Regions from separate parts of the Mus musculus genome. Here region 2 is linked to region 1. The links are chromatin contacts, called in public HiCAR-type maps. All regions are on one chromosome and are shown on one strand. Each heading gives the region's core, a stretch centred on a gene start, on an enhancer-like site or on the middle of the called end of the contact. The rest is flanking DNA. Distances are from core to core; before and after follow the strand shown. Region 1 overlaps Tmem51 (transmembrane protein 51). Region 2 overlaps Pdpn (podoplanin).

Region 1 (6,640 bases), core at 1,346-3,845:
GGATGGGAACTCAGGTCGTCAGCCTTGGCAGCAAACATCTTTACCTGCGGAGCCATCTCACCAGGCTGTCTTGGATGTTTCTCAGAACCCTCCTGTTTGTTTGTCTGCTGTGTGACAATCTCACGGAGCCCAAGCTGACTTTGAACTCTGTATGTAGCTGAGGGTGGCTTCTGGTCCTCCTGCCTCACCTCCTGAGTATAAGGGCTATCGATATCCAACACCACACCCAGCTTATGTGGGGCTGGAGCTGGGGCCCCTTGCTCGGGTTTACCATTGTCAGATCCTGTCTGCTCATTGTCATCTGGAAGGGGGCTGCTGGTGACATGTCTGACACTCCCCTCATCCACTGAGCCATACAGGTGTCTCTGCATCTGCAGACTAAGGAAACCGCTGCTGCTCCAGATGTCAAACACACACATGCCTTGTAAGGACAGGAAGGGACTGTGTCATAGACCCAGCAACACTGGCTGTAAAGCTGGCTGAACTTACTCTGCAGTGCTACGTCTGGTTTTGCATCCTGAAGGGACAAGTTTTCCCCTACACGCTCCGACATGCTAGACTCATGACCTTCTAAATGGTGGCGATCAGCAATTCAGGAGTCTGCCTTTTAGGGTCAGTTCAGTCAGGACACTTCCTTGACTCTAACACAATTCAAGGTGCATGGGGCTTCGTGGTCCACGTTTCCGTGTGTGTCGAGGAGACATCTGATCCTCATGAGGTCTTTAGAAAGAGGAAGCTGGCATTTGGATGGGGCTGCTGGGAGCCCAAGGTCACACAGAGGAAGAGTCTAATTTTAGCTGTGTTCATTTTAAGCCAACCAGTGGTACCACCCCTGGTACCATGGCTTCGCCAGACTAGGCATCCCTGGGGTGCCTGATTTGGGCTTGTTCATTTCAGCCCTTCTTCTCAGGAGCAGGGGGCGAAAGTAGAGGCTGAAGAGATGCCTCAGTGGCTAAAAGCACTTGCTATACAATCATGGCATCAGATTCCTACTTTCATGTAACAGGCTAGGCATCTCTCCTTTGCTGGTAACCCAGATCTGTAGGGTTTACTGGCTTCCAGTCTAGATGAGAAAAACAAAAAAACAAAAAACAAAAAAACAACAACAACAAAAAAAACAAGAACAAAACCCAAAAAACAAAAAACACCAAGGTTCAGAGAGAGACCTTGCCTAAAAGAATAAGGTAGAAAGTGCTAAAGGATGACACATGGACCCTCTTCTGGCCTCTGCACATGTGCACTGGTACACACACACACACATACACACTAATGGGCACATAACACTTACATGGGCACACACACTTTAAAGATTTTTAAAAGATGTTTTAAAGAATCAAAGACCAAATAAAATGTTCGAGAACTTGCTTCCTGGGCAAGGGAGATCCTCCTGTGGGGATCAGACTTCTGGGAAGGGACATTTGTAGTACATTGGAAGTCCTGACCAGACGATAGGTGTCTTCCAGGCTAACACTTGTCCACTGTGGGCATCTTTTATTTGTTCGGGTTTATTTTATTTTTTGAGACTGGGGTGCCTCGTATCCCAGGCTGGCTTTCATTAGCTATATAGACAAAGATGGCCTTGAACTCCTGACCCTCCCGCCCCCACCTCTCCAGTTCTGAGATGGCACGCATGTGCCACCGGTTTATATAGCATCTGATCAGTGGGTTTGACGGTCAGTTAAATGTTCTTGCCCTGTCTTTATAAAAAGTGAATGAGAGGGAAGACTGGAAATCTATATGCACAATTTAAAAAAAATTTTTTTTATTTATTTTTTGTCTGTCTTGGAGGAGTTGTGGGGTAGGTGTGTAGTTGCCATGTCTAGTTTATAGAGGTCAACGTTAGCTCTCTCCTTCCGCCATGTGCGGCCCAAGGATCAAACTTAGGTCAGTGAGCGTGGTGGCAAACACCTTTACCTTCTGAGTCAATTCACTGGCCCAGGAAAAGTACTTTTCATTAAATTTTATTATAGTAGTAGTAGTAGTAGTAGTAGTAGTAGTAGTAGTAGTATTTTGAAACATGTTTTCACTATGTAGCCCTGGCTTACCTGGAGCTCTATGTAGACCAGGTTGACCTCAAACTCACAGAGATCCTCCTGCCTCTCTAGTCCTAGGATTAAAGGCATGGGCCACCACTCCCAGCATATTTTAATCAATTTAAAAATCACATTGTTATTATTATTATTTGTGTGTGTGTGTGTGTGTGTGTGTGTGTGTAAGAGAGGGGAAGGGGTACACTCATTCCAAGGTATGGCTGCAGAAATCAGAGGACAACTTTTCAGGAGGTTCTCTCATGAAATGCAAAGCCTGGCTTGACAGCGTACACTCCCTGGGTTTGGCAGTTCCCTTTTAAAGAATTCAGAGACCTTTAAAGTAAAATGTGTCACCAAGTGGCACGTCGTGTGGTTTGGTTTCACCCCACCTACCTTTGCCCGCTGAGCCATCTCTCGGGCCCAGGGGACGTCTGTGAGTGACTTGTGGTCTGAGCCAAGCAGCACATGTCGGTCTCTGCAGTGAGAGCTTTGGGCAGTCCTGCTCCGGGCTGCTGCGGTTTTTTTTGTTTTTGTTTTTTTTATGCTGCGATCCTGGGAACTCAGGATTCCTTGGACAGTTCCCAGAAAGCAGCTCAGGCTTTGCAAGGACAGAGCTCAGGGGTGGGAGGCAGGGCCAACAGGAAGGAGGAACCGCTTGCAAATGTTCCCAATATACACTGGCTCCCGAAGGTCCCTTTAAAAGAATTCGGAGACCTTAAAAAGTAAAATGTATTACAAAGTGCAGAACCGCTCTTCACGCAGCCGCCTCAGTTCTTCTTAGAAGAAACAGAGAGGCAGGAGTGGGTAGGCGCCAAATCTTACTTTGATGAGTGTTCCCAAATGGGGACAGTGATGGTGTTCCAAAGGAGGCTAGGCAGTCAGTGTGAGGTAGGGAGCTGGCCTGGAACCCACGTCTGCAGCACAGACTGTCTTGGCTGAAGGCCACACTGTGCATGCACTAGGAACACTCTTTAGGAAACCCCCGCTGCTATCTGTCAGCAGCCCTGCTTGTAATGCTGACACAAAGTTATCGTTTCATCAGGGCTGAAGAGACAGTTTAAGGTGATTAAGGGCACTGGCTGCTCTTGCACAGGACCTGGGTTTGGTTTGGTCTCCAGAACCCACATGGCAGTTCATAACAGCCTGTAACTCCACTTCGAGTGGAGGATCAGATGTCCTCTTCTGGCATTCTTGGGTACCTGCACACACGGCACACACATACACGCAGGCACTCGCATACAAGTCAATTAAAAATAAATCTGTTTCTAAAAGCACACTTGGTTCAAAGGCAGCACTTATCTAGCACCCAGGCATAATAACCTACTTCCTGCTTCATCTCTGCTTCCTCCTCCTCTTCCTTTAAATATTCTTGTTTTGTTTTTTGTTTTTTGAGACAAGGTCTCACACCTACTCCCAGGCTGGCCTCATACTTGCCAAGTTCCCCATCTCGACCTTGAACTCCTGAGCCACCTGCTGTGCTGGGTTTACAGACATACCCTCCACACCCAGTGTAGGTGGTGCTGGGGTTCAAACACAGAGCTTGTGCATGCTGGGTAAGCTCTCCTCCAGTGAACTATATCCCAGTCCCTGTCTGTCTGTCTGTCTGCCTGTCTGCCTGTCTGTCTCTCTCTCTTTGTCTCTCTGTCTCTGTCTCTGTCTCTCTCTGTCTCTCTCTCTCTCTCTCTCTCTCTCTCTCTCTCTCTCTCTCTCTCTCTCTCTCTCGTGTGTGTGTGTGTGTGTGTGTGTGTGTGTGTGTGTGTGTGTGTGTGCGCGCGCGTGCGCTCATGCGACCAGGATCATCAGCCTGACTTCTCCCAACATATGTTGGTAGAACCAGAACTCAAACTTCCCATGGTGGGCCAGTGCCTTTGCAATCATGGTCTCATGTAATACCCAGTTCTGAAAATCTCCAGAAGGGTCTGGTGTGTTCTCTGCTGGACACTTGGAGTAACTGCTGGGACTAAACCCTGGCTGGACCTTGCATATGCTAAGCGACTAAGCTACAGGTGTATATACTCTCAGTGGAATCTCACATTTTGGCTAGCTTCTTCTTCTTCACCTTAGGTCTGGAGAGGGGCTGAGAACCGACTCACCCTCTTCCCATGTGTTTTCCCTGCCCCCACTGTCTGGCTTGAGTAGGGTGTGGACCTAGACTGTTGCTATTCGGTGGAAGGAGCCTGATTTGTTTGTTTGTTGTTTTGTTTTGTTTTGTTTTCTTTTGTCTTGTTTTGAGACAGGGTTTCTCTGGGTAGCCCTGGGAACATTATTTTTAAAAAGCTCTCAACCTCTCCCTAGAAGAGCAATCCGAAGAGTCTTCAGGTCGCCCCGTGAACTGCTGTTTGCGGTTGGGAGTCATGGGTTGGAACTGCCTCTGCAGTTCAGCAGTGCAAGTGGTTGTCTGGGTTCCACGCCTAAGCATACGTAAGAATATTTGCATAAACAAATTGACAAACAAATGCATGGTTTCAGTCCTTAGTGACTGAGTCTGCTATCTACAGAGAGGCAGCCCCAGCTCCCAGGGACGCAGCCTATGGTCCCGAGGGCGACAGTGGGGAAAGTACCTCTAAGTTGGAATCTGATCTGGGGACCCGGGACCGGGAGGGAGCAGGGGTTAACTCAAACTCAAGAGTGCAGGAAAGAGCTTTATTTTATTTTAGAGACAGCATCTCATGTGGCACAGGCTAGCCTAGAACCATATGGTTGATAATGACCTTGAACTCCGCATCCACCAGCCAAGTGCTGAGATCTCCCACCACACACCTGTTTGAGGCTAGGCTGGGAATTGAACCCCAGGACCTCACGCTCGCTAGGCAAGCATGATACCTACCCGTGCTAGATTCCCCAGCCTGAGGGAAAGAACTCCTAAGGAAGTGGGGTCTGAGCTGAACTGGGAAGGGGAACGAAGTTCAGGTGACAGGCAAGCAACCTGGTGGATGTAGCAACAAGTTCCGGAAGTAGTAGAGTTAAGTTCCCAAGGGCCCATAGAGCTGGGAGGGTGGGCTGGAAAAAACCTACGGAATTTCCTTCTGCAACTTATTTTAGTGGTGGCACTCCCCTCCCACAAATTAAAATAGAGCTGAGATGCAATCCAGGGCTCCATTTTGGGATATACTCCCAAAAGAGTTGAGCTCAGAAGAGACATTTGTGTTCACTGTTATCTGTGAGAGATAGAACGTGGAAGGGGTGTTCACTGGCAGACAAACAGACGGAATGTGACCCGCTACCTGAGGACTTTGTGCTAAGAGACAAAAGCCTGTGAAAAGACAGGCCGGGGAGGGGGTTGGTTCTCAGCCTGTCATGCATACTCAAGGACCTAAATTGAGATCCTCATGGCAGAAGGGGAGTGCATTGCTGGTTTCCAGGGACAAAGGGAGGGGGACAGTGAGCTGCCCTGTGCTGGGGAGGGGTTCGGTTTTTACAGTGTGAAGAACTGAATGGATCCGTGTGCTGCCTGTCCCTGATGGTTGGCCTATGACATGAGTTTCCTTAATGCCAGCAAACGGCATGCTTAAAACTTGGTAAGGAGGCTGCTGAGATGGCTTAGTGGGTAATGAGCTTACCTAGTAGTCCTACCCCACCCCCATCCCCCGAATTCTGTTGCCAGAACCCATGAAAAGGAGGAAGCCACACTGGTGTCCTCTGACCTCCCACAGGTCAATAATATTTCCTAAAACTTGGTAGGATAATAGAGCTTATATCACAAAGAACAAATTTGTGCAGTAGAATTTTTCACAATAAAAAAAAAATTGAGGGACGGAATCATTTTGGGAACATGGCTCTGCATTCCTCGAGTTTTCTGACAGATCAGGCGAGGCTCTTGGTTTTGGGGCACAGGGCACACAGGAGAGGCAGTTCCTGTCTTCCTGGGGAGCAGGGAGGGGCCCGTGAACTAGGGAGCAAACGGTTGAAATTAGTCAGCAAGCCCCGCAGACAGAGCTGGGCTAGCATCTTCAGGGCGTTCTTGCAGCCTGCAGACAGGCCCAGGCAGCCGTCCTGGTTCTCAGAACTGGCCTCTTCAGAGACCCTCTGCCCTCCATCCTCCCAACTAATGATGGACCACTGCTCAACCCTGGACTTGACTCCCAGGCCTTGGTCCCAAGAAGCTGCGTTCTACTTCCTTCTTCCTGCTCACCCTGGTCAGGGAAGTCTGATGAGTTTTCACTTCCTATTTTCTCTGCTTTTCTGCCCAGATTGTCCAAACTATCTCTCCCCCTCCCCCTCCCCCTCCCTCTCCCCTTTCCTCTTCCTCCCTCTCCCTTCCTCCCTCTGTGTCTCTCTGTCTCCCTCCCTCTCGCAATGGAGAGAGGGTAAGTAAGAGCATGCCCACTACACTGCCTTCTGATTTCCTGATGTGAAACCATCAGCTGCTTCGTGTTTCTGTCGTGACCTCCCAGCCACGATGGGACTACATCCTGGAACTGACGGTTGGACTCAACCCTTCTTCTTTCCATTGCCTTAGTTAGCGTAGTCTATCACAGCAAATGGAAAAGAAACGGGGTCTTTTTCTATAGCCCAGGCTGGTCTGCAACTTGTGATCCTCCTGCCTCCGCCTCCTGAGAGTTGGGATTAGAGGTTTGTGCCCCTCTGATCAACTCTCACCCTTATTTATA
Region 2 (6,640 bases), core at 2,981-5,480, 1.2 Mb before region 1:
AGCAATATGTCAGCATTTGTGTTGCAGAATAGGTGACATGCAAGATGCTGAAACTTGGGTCCTGGGAGTCTGACCTTCTTTGTTAAGGGCATTTGGACTGCAAATTGCCTAGCGTCATCTTCCTTAGAGAGATTGGAAGAGTTTTCAGATTCTGCTAGCTCTTTTGGGTCCCAACCACCAGACAGAGTAGTATCTGTCAGTCCAGGCACAAACATCCTTCTCTCATTATTATTATTATTATTATTATTATTATTATTATTATTATTATTATGAACAATAACCAAGGAAAGAGCATTCACAATGCGTTCCACAGAGAAGACTTGCTCTTCTGTCTCCGGTTCTTCCTGGTCTATAACAAGAATGCCCCCTACTCAACAGCTCACCCACTCTGCCTGGGTCAGGAAACCTCGCTTTATGAGAAAATCTTGCTTGTCGTTCGCACTGATTTGGACCACTTCCGCTCTTCACCCAGAGCATCAGAGCAGCTACTTCTGTGGCCACTCGCTTATTTATCCTAGAAAGGCCAAAGTTTGTATTCCTCGTTCATGTCGATGAGTCTGAGACGGCTGTGACTGGGAAGGAGAGATTCAGCTTCATTCTGACACAACTGTCAGTCACAGTTGTGGTACCACAAGAGAGCCAGAGTTATCTGTGCTATTTGCTTTGAGATAGGGTTTCTAACAGGGGCTCGGGGTGATCCTGAACTCACAAACTTCCTATGTCAGCTTCCAGGGTGCTTGTGAGATTACAGGCATCAGCCACCACACCCAGTAGAAAAAAAAGTTCTTTTTCATTTTTTTTTTGTCGTGTTGCATGCACATTGTCGGCTAATTCACGTGCTGCTAGGGCGTGAACCCAGACATGTCAGACAAGCACTCTATGGATAGGAACTATACTCCCAGTCCCTATGGCTCCTGTCCATATAGTGACAGCTGACTTCACTTAGACAGCAAAGGGCTGCCTTCCTAAGAGGCGCATGCTTTTATGACAAATCACATCTCCCCTCTAATCAACCTCCCACAGATACAGAGGAATGTGTGGCACCATGACACATGACAGCTACAGTGCCACATTTGAAATCCCCAGTAATCTTCCGGACAGAGGTTGTAATGGACTGAATCTTGTTATGTAAGGCATGCATATATATCCCTGTTTTATGGACCATTTCAAGAAAACACAGAAGAATCAAATGATGAAGTATGCAAACAGAGACTTGGGGAAACAGACAGGAATAAATAGTCAAATAACCTAACAGATGCGGATACTCACTAGTAGAAAAACAGGCTGTAGCCGGGTGTGGTGGTGCAGGCCTTTAATCCCAGCACTTGGGAGGCAGAGGCAGAGGCAGAGGCAGAGGCAGAGGCAGAGGCAGGTGGATTTCTGAGTTCCAGGACAGCTTGGCCTACAAAGTGAGTTCAAGGACAGCCAGGGCTATACAGAGAAACCCTGTCTCGAAAAACCAAAAAAAAAAAAAAAAAAAAAGAAGGAAGGAAGGAAGAAAGAAAAAAAAGAAAAACAGGCTGTACCATCTAAAAAAGGAACATATTCAGCGTGTGTGTGTGTGTGATGTATATGTATATTTTCATATGTGGGTGTGTGGACCTGTATACTCGCCCATATATAAGGCTGATATTGTCTATTTTCTTCTCAGTCACTTTCCATCTATTTTTGAGGCAGGGTATCTCACTGACTACTCCAGTTCTGTTAGACGGGCTGGCCAGTAAGCTCTAGCAACCCTCTCTCTTCCCTCCACCAGCACCGACCGGGGTTACAGGTGTGTATCACCATACTCAGCTGTATTATTGTTGTTGTTGTTATGGTTTTTGTTCTTCAAGATAGCACTTCTCTGTGTAGCCCTGGCCATCCTGGAGCTTGCTCTGTAGATCAGGCTAGCCTCACACTTAGAGGATTACCTGCCTTTGCTGACCCCATGTTGGGATTAAAGGCGTACCACTGCCTGGACATACTCAGCTTTAAAAAAAAAGATTTATTTTATGTATATGTGTGTCTTTGTGTGTACGTGCACGTAGATGCAGTACCCACAGAAGCCAGTAGAGGGCATCAGATCCCCCTAGGATAGAAGTTACAGGCAGTTTTGAATCTGAGCTCTCTGCAAAAGCAGGAAGTGCTCTGAGCCTCCTACCATCTCTCCAGCCTCCTACCTTTTTAAAGAATAGAGGCAAAACTGCTGTTCTTTAAAATCCAAAGGGATGGATTTCTGGCCTGTGAAGAAATTCCATTGAGTCTCATGCCCATGCCAGCTGCAGCTGAGTGTGTCAGGAAGTGTACTCAGGTGACTGGGAAGGGACACAGATGTTTCCAGAACTTTCCTGGCAAGCCAGACTGAGAGCATTGGTTGCAATTGTAGATTCCTCACTCTCTACTTACCTACCATTTGTATGCAAGCTCGAAGTGCATCCCTGAGCGCCAGCATGCTGGTGTGTACCTCCTGGGAGGACACATGAGTGCAAAGACATCAATCCACGGCTTGGAGATTACAAGAAAAGAGAAAGGGGAATGTCAGCTGCTGGCTGGAAACTCGGCAGCTGGCCTGGTCGACGCTCTCCACCGGGGAAAGCCTTCAGCCAAAATAATTGAGAATCTTGTAAAGATAACTTTCCCATGGAGCCGAAAAGAATGCTGGCCCAGGGAGACAAAAGACACGCATGGTCATTCATAAAACACCCTTTGTCTATTCAGGGCGACTTCAGTTCTTGGCTCCGCGGGCCAAGGGGAGGAAAGAACAAGGAGGAATTTTTACTGAGTTACTCTCTCAGTGAACTGAGCTCTCTATGAAGGAATTGAAGCCAGCTTCACTCAGAACTTTTGTTTTTAAAGCAGGGCTTGTTTTAAGTTAGAGACACGGGATGAAAAATGATTTTGACAGTGGTTCCAGGAAACCTTTTAATAATTGATGTTTAAAACTGAATTCAATCCAGGGGAATGAAGGGGTGTTTGTTTGTTTTGTTTTTTTAATGTTTTCTATTACCATATATTAAATGTCAATGATACCGGGTTTCATTTTGACATTTTCATATACACATATAAGTGTGTTCTAACCATATTCTCCTCTTTCTGGTCCTTCTCACAATCCTTCAAGTTTTCATTCTCTTCCAAACTAACAAACTACTCCCTTCCTGATTTCATATCTGTGTGTGTGTGTGTGTGTGTGTGTGTGTGCACCTGTGTGTGTGCGTGCCTGTGTGTGTGTGCGCCTGTGTGTCCCAGTGAGATTCTATAGGGCTGCCTACAGGAGTGTGGGTGAGGGTTTGCTTGTGGAAGTATGGGTATCTTTCCAGTGGCAACGCCACTGAAGAAGTGTCTATTTCACTGGGGGTGCTTAGCTTTTAAGTAGGGATTATTTGTCTGAAAAATGGACATTAAACATCCGTCTACTCCGCAGTCACAGTCCCTGCCCTCAGCCCACAGTAGCAAATGACCACAAGAGGAGGTCTACTATTGGTATGCACTGAGTTTTGAAGGTTTTAAGGCTTTTCCTGAGATTTTTTTTTTTTTTTTTTTTTTTTTTTGGTTTTTTGTTTTAAGGATGCCTACGCTAGGTAGCTCATCTAAAGCCATCCGTTGGCAACTGGAACAGGGCCAGCTGCACAGAGAAGGCTCCTCCGAAACAGAGCAACATTCCTCCAGGGGCCTCCCACCCCGTTGGCATGAGCACTTGGAGTTATGATCAAATGTTTATTAGCCATGCTCCTGGCTGGGCTGTCTTAACAGAGGGAGAATAACGCATGGAGGGAAGCATGGCTCGTCACCGGAAAACATCTGCTCTCTAATTACACAGGGCGCTTTCCAAGCACCCCTCCCTCCCATTCTCGTTGCCTGTGCTTCTTTCGCAACTGCATTTAGGCATGGCGTTTCCATTGCTGCTCCAGTCTAGGGAGGAAGCCCGTAGCCAGTGAGTCAGATTTGTAACTCGTGAAAAGGATTACGTGAGTTAAGTAAGAGCAGATGCCCTGATATACGGTTAGTCAGAGGCAGCAGAGGAGGGCACTTGTCAACTCTACTCACACTGTTTGAGTCCCTCTATTTTCCATTGCGGTAACAAAATACCCCAAAGCATGTCAATCAAAAGTGTAGATCGTCAATCAAAAGCGTAGATCGTTATTCTCCTTGTGGCTCTGGAGGTGGGAAAGTTCAAGAGCACAGTACTGTTTCTGCCGGTGCCGTTGTAATGGCATAGCTTTGCCAAAGATGTGATGTCGCCGTACGAGTGCATGCGTCAGTTCAGATCTACCCTCCTCTTACTAACCCACCAGTCACTTCCTGGTCACCCCATCCTGATGACCTCGTTCAATTCTCAGTACCTTTCCAAGGTCCCAGCTTCAAACACTGTTTGACTCAATGACTGTGGAGATTCGATTTCTATCTAGCACATGGAATCTGGGGAGACAGATGCAAGCAGTGACACTTCGCCGTTAAGATTCTTTTTTTCCTCGGTGGCTTTAGTTTGTGTCAGGTTGACAGTAACTAACTCACATGATATCCAAGCACGAGGACCTGAGTTTAAAGCCCAGAACCCACTGAAAGCAGATGCTATAGTGGCTCTAGCCATCTGTGGCCCTAGTGCTTCCATTGAGAGATGGGGGATGGAGACAGGAGAGTCCACAGTTCACAAGCCAGCTAGCTCGACTTATATAGTGGTAAACAATAAGAGACTCTGTCTCAGACAAGGTGGAAGTGGGGAACTGATGTCTTACTTAAAGTTTAGTTGCTGTGAAGAGAGACTATGACCAGGACAACTCCTATAAAAAGGACAACACTTAATTGAGACTGACTGACAGGTTAGCCCACTGTCAGGGCAGGAAGCATGGCAGCGTACAGGCAGACGTGGCGTTGGAGGTTCAACAACTCAATCCGCAGGCAGCAGAAGGAGACTGTATACCACCACCCTGGGCATAGCTTGAGCATAGGAAACCTCAAAGCCCACAAAAACCACAGTGACACACTTCCTCCAACAAGGCCACACCTCCTAATAGTACCATTGCATACGAGCTAAGCAATGAAACACATGAGTCTGAGGAGGCCATTCCTATCCAAACCACCGTGACACCTGAAGTTGTCTTCTGAACTCTACACACACAGTATAACACATACATACCTACACACACACACACACACCACATGTTAGAACAGTTGCATCAGATAAGTTTAGCTCTTGGTACTAAGTATCCTGTTGCATCTCAACACCTTTAAGTATAGTGCTGACTCCATACTCCATATGTAACATGGCGGTGCACACCTTTAATCCCAGCACTCAGGAGTCTGAAACAGGTGGGTCTCTGTGAGTTTATGGACAGCCTGGTCTCCCTGGTGAGTTAGAGAACAGCCAGGGCTTATGTAGAGGGGCCCTGCCCATCTCAAAAAAGAAGTTGAAAGAAGTCTATGACGTCAGTGATCCAGCGGTCTTAATTATCCAAGTGAGCAGCGATCTCAATTAAATAGTAATGGAGATTTGGTTTGTTGATACACTTTTAAATTTTATTACATCTTATATATTTCTGGATTACATCTTATATATTTATATATCACATGTGTCATGGCACATATGTGACCATCAGAGGACAATTTTCCAAAATTGGTTTTCTCCTTCCACCATGTGGGTCCCAGGATTGATCTCAGATTCTCAGGCTTGGCAACAAACCAAGTCTTTGTGGCCATCTTACCAGTCATACGTTTGTTTGTTTGTTTGTTTGTTTGTTTGTTTGTTTTTAACTGGTTAATGATTTGGTGCTGGGAATTAAGACATTCCAAGCATGGGCTCCATTGCTGGGCTATAATGCTAGGCCTGAGTTTGATTGTAAAAAGTGAACAGACAATTATTTTGTTGGACAGAACATGGACCCCGGCAGTATGTTTAGAAATTGTTCAAATGATTCTATAGAGTTTTTCTGGTCTATACAATACTCTGTCCACCTGAGCACATTAGCCACGGAAGACACTGTCTCTACTAAAAAGGGAAGGGCAGACATGTCCATGGCCAGAGCATCTAGCTGGCACCTTCGCCATGTGTTTCCATGTTCTTTTGCTTCTAAGTGGAGACAAGCAGGCCATGGTGTGTGTCAGAGGCACCACAAGGACAGTGGTGTTGGCTCTGGTACAGAGGTTGGACAGAAAAGACCACATCTTACAATGTAGGAAACAGAATCATGACTGTAGGTAGCCAATTATTTTTGCCCTCGTCATTTGCATACTGCATCCCTGACTGGCCTTTCTTTTTCAGGGACTATAGGCGTGAATGAAGATGATATTGTGACCCCAGGTACAGGAGACGGCATGGTGCCCCCAGGTATAGAAGACAAAATAACAACCACAGGTGCTACTGGAGGGCTTAATGAATCTACTGGCAAGGCACCTCTGGTGAGTGTCTAAGGAAAGGGGGAGTTGGCCTTAAAAACAGGCTGTCACATGCCAGGGTGTGATGTATGTTTATGTAGGAAAACAGCTCCATACAAGGAAATGGTGGTGTGGTTCACGACGGTGACATGGGTCTCATTCAGGGACAAGAGAGCTTCTATGTTGGCACAGACTATTTGAGAACAATAGACCACATCTTCTCATGGGCTGGAGGAACAGCTCAGCGGTTAAGAGCACTGACTATTCTTCCAGAGGTCCTGAGTTCAAT

Evidence for each region. HiCAR-type assays count read pairs that join an accessible place to other places.
Region 2: a HiCAR-type map of astrocytes shows a contact between it and region 1, with 5 times the contacts expected there. The contact joins two enhancer-like sites. A contact is called at or near these places in 1 of 39 promoter capture datasets (hippocampal neurons), 1 of 484 Hi-C or Micro-C datasets (embryonic stem cells) and 4 of 115 datasets of contacts at active chromatin or transcription factors (astrocytes, embryonic limb bud and embryonic stem cells).

What each region holds. Positions count from the first base shown.
Region 1 is chr4:142,073,961-142,080,600 of GRCm38.p6, reverse strand. The region is part of intron 1 of Tmem51 (transmembrane protein 51); the gene reads left to right. Among named protein-coding and RNA genes, the nearest start is that of Tmem51os1, 7.0 kb to the left of the region's middle. Within about 2 kb of position 2,595, at least 121 of the 459 cell types and tissues checked have an H3K27ac peak or open chromatin away from gene starts, as enhancers often do. A contact at or near this core is called in astrocytes, where this site is marked.
Region 2 is chr4:143,275,806-143,282,445 of GRCm38.p6, reverse strand. It overlaps Pdpn (podoplanin), which reads left to right. Exons shown (of 6, transcript NM_010329.3): 2 at 6,239-6,375. Among named protein-coding and RNA genes, the nearest start is that of Pdpn, 20 kb to the left of the region's middle. Within about 2 kb of position 4,230, at least 176 of the 459 cell types and tissues checked have an H3K27ac peak or open chromatin away from gene starts, as enhancers often do. A contact at or near this core is called in astrocytes, where this site is marked.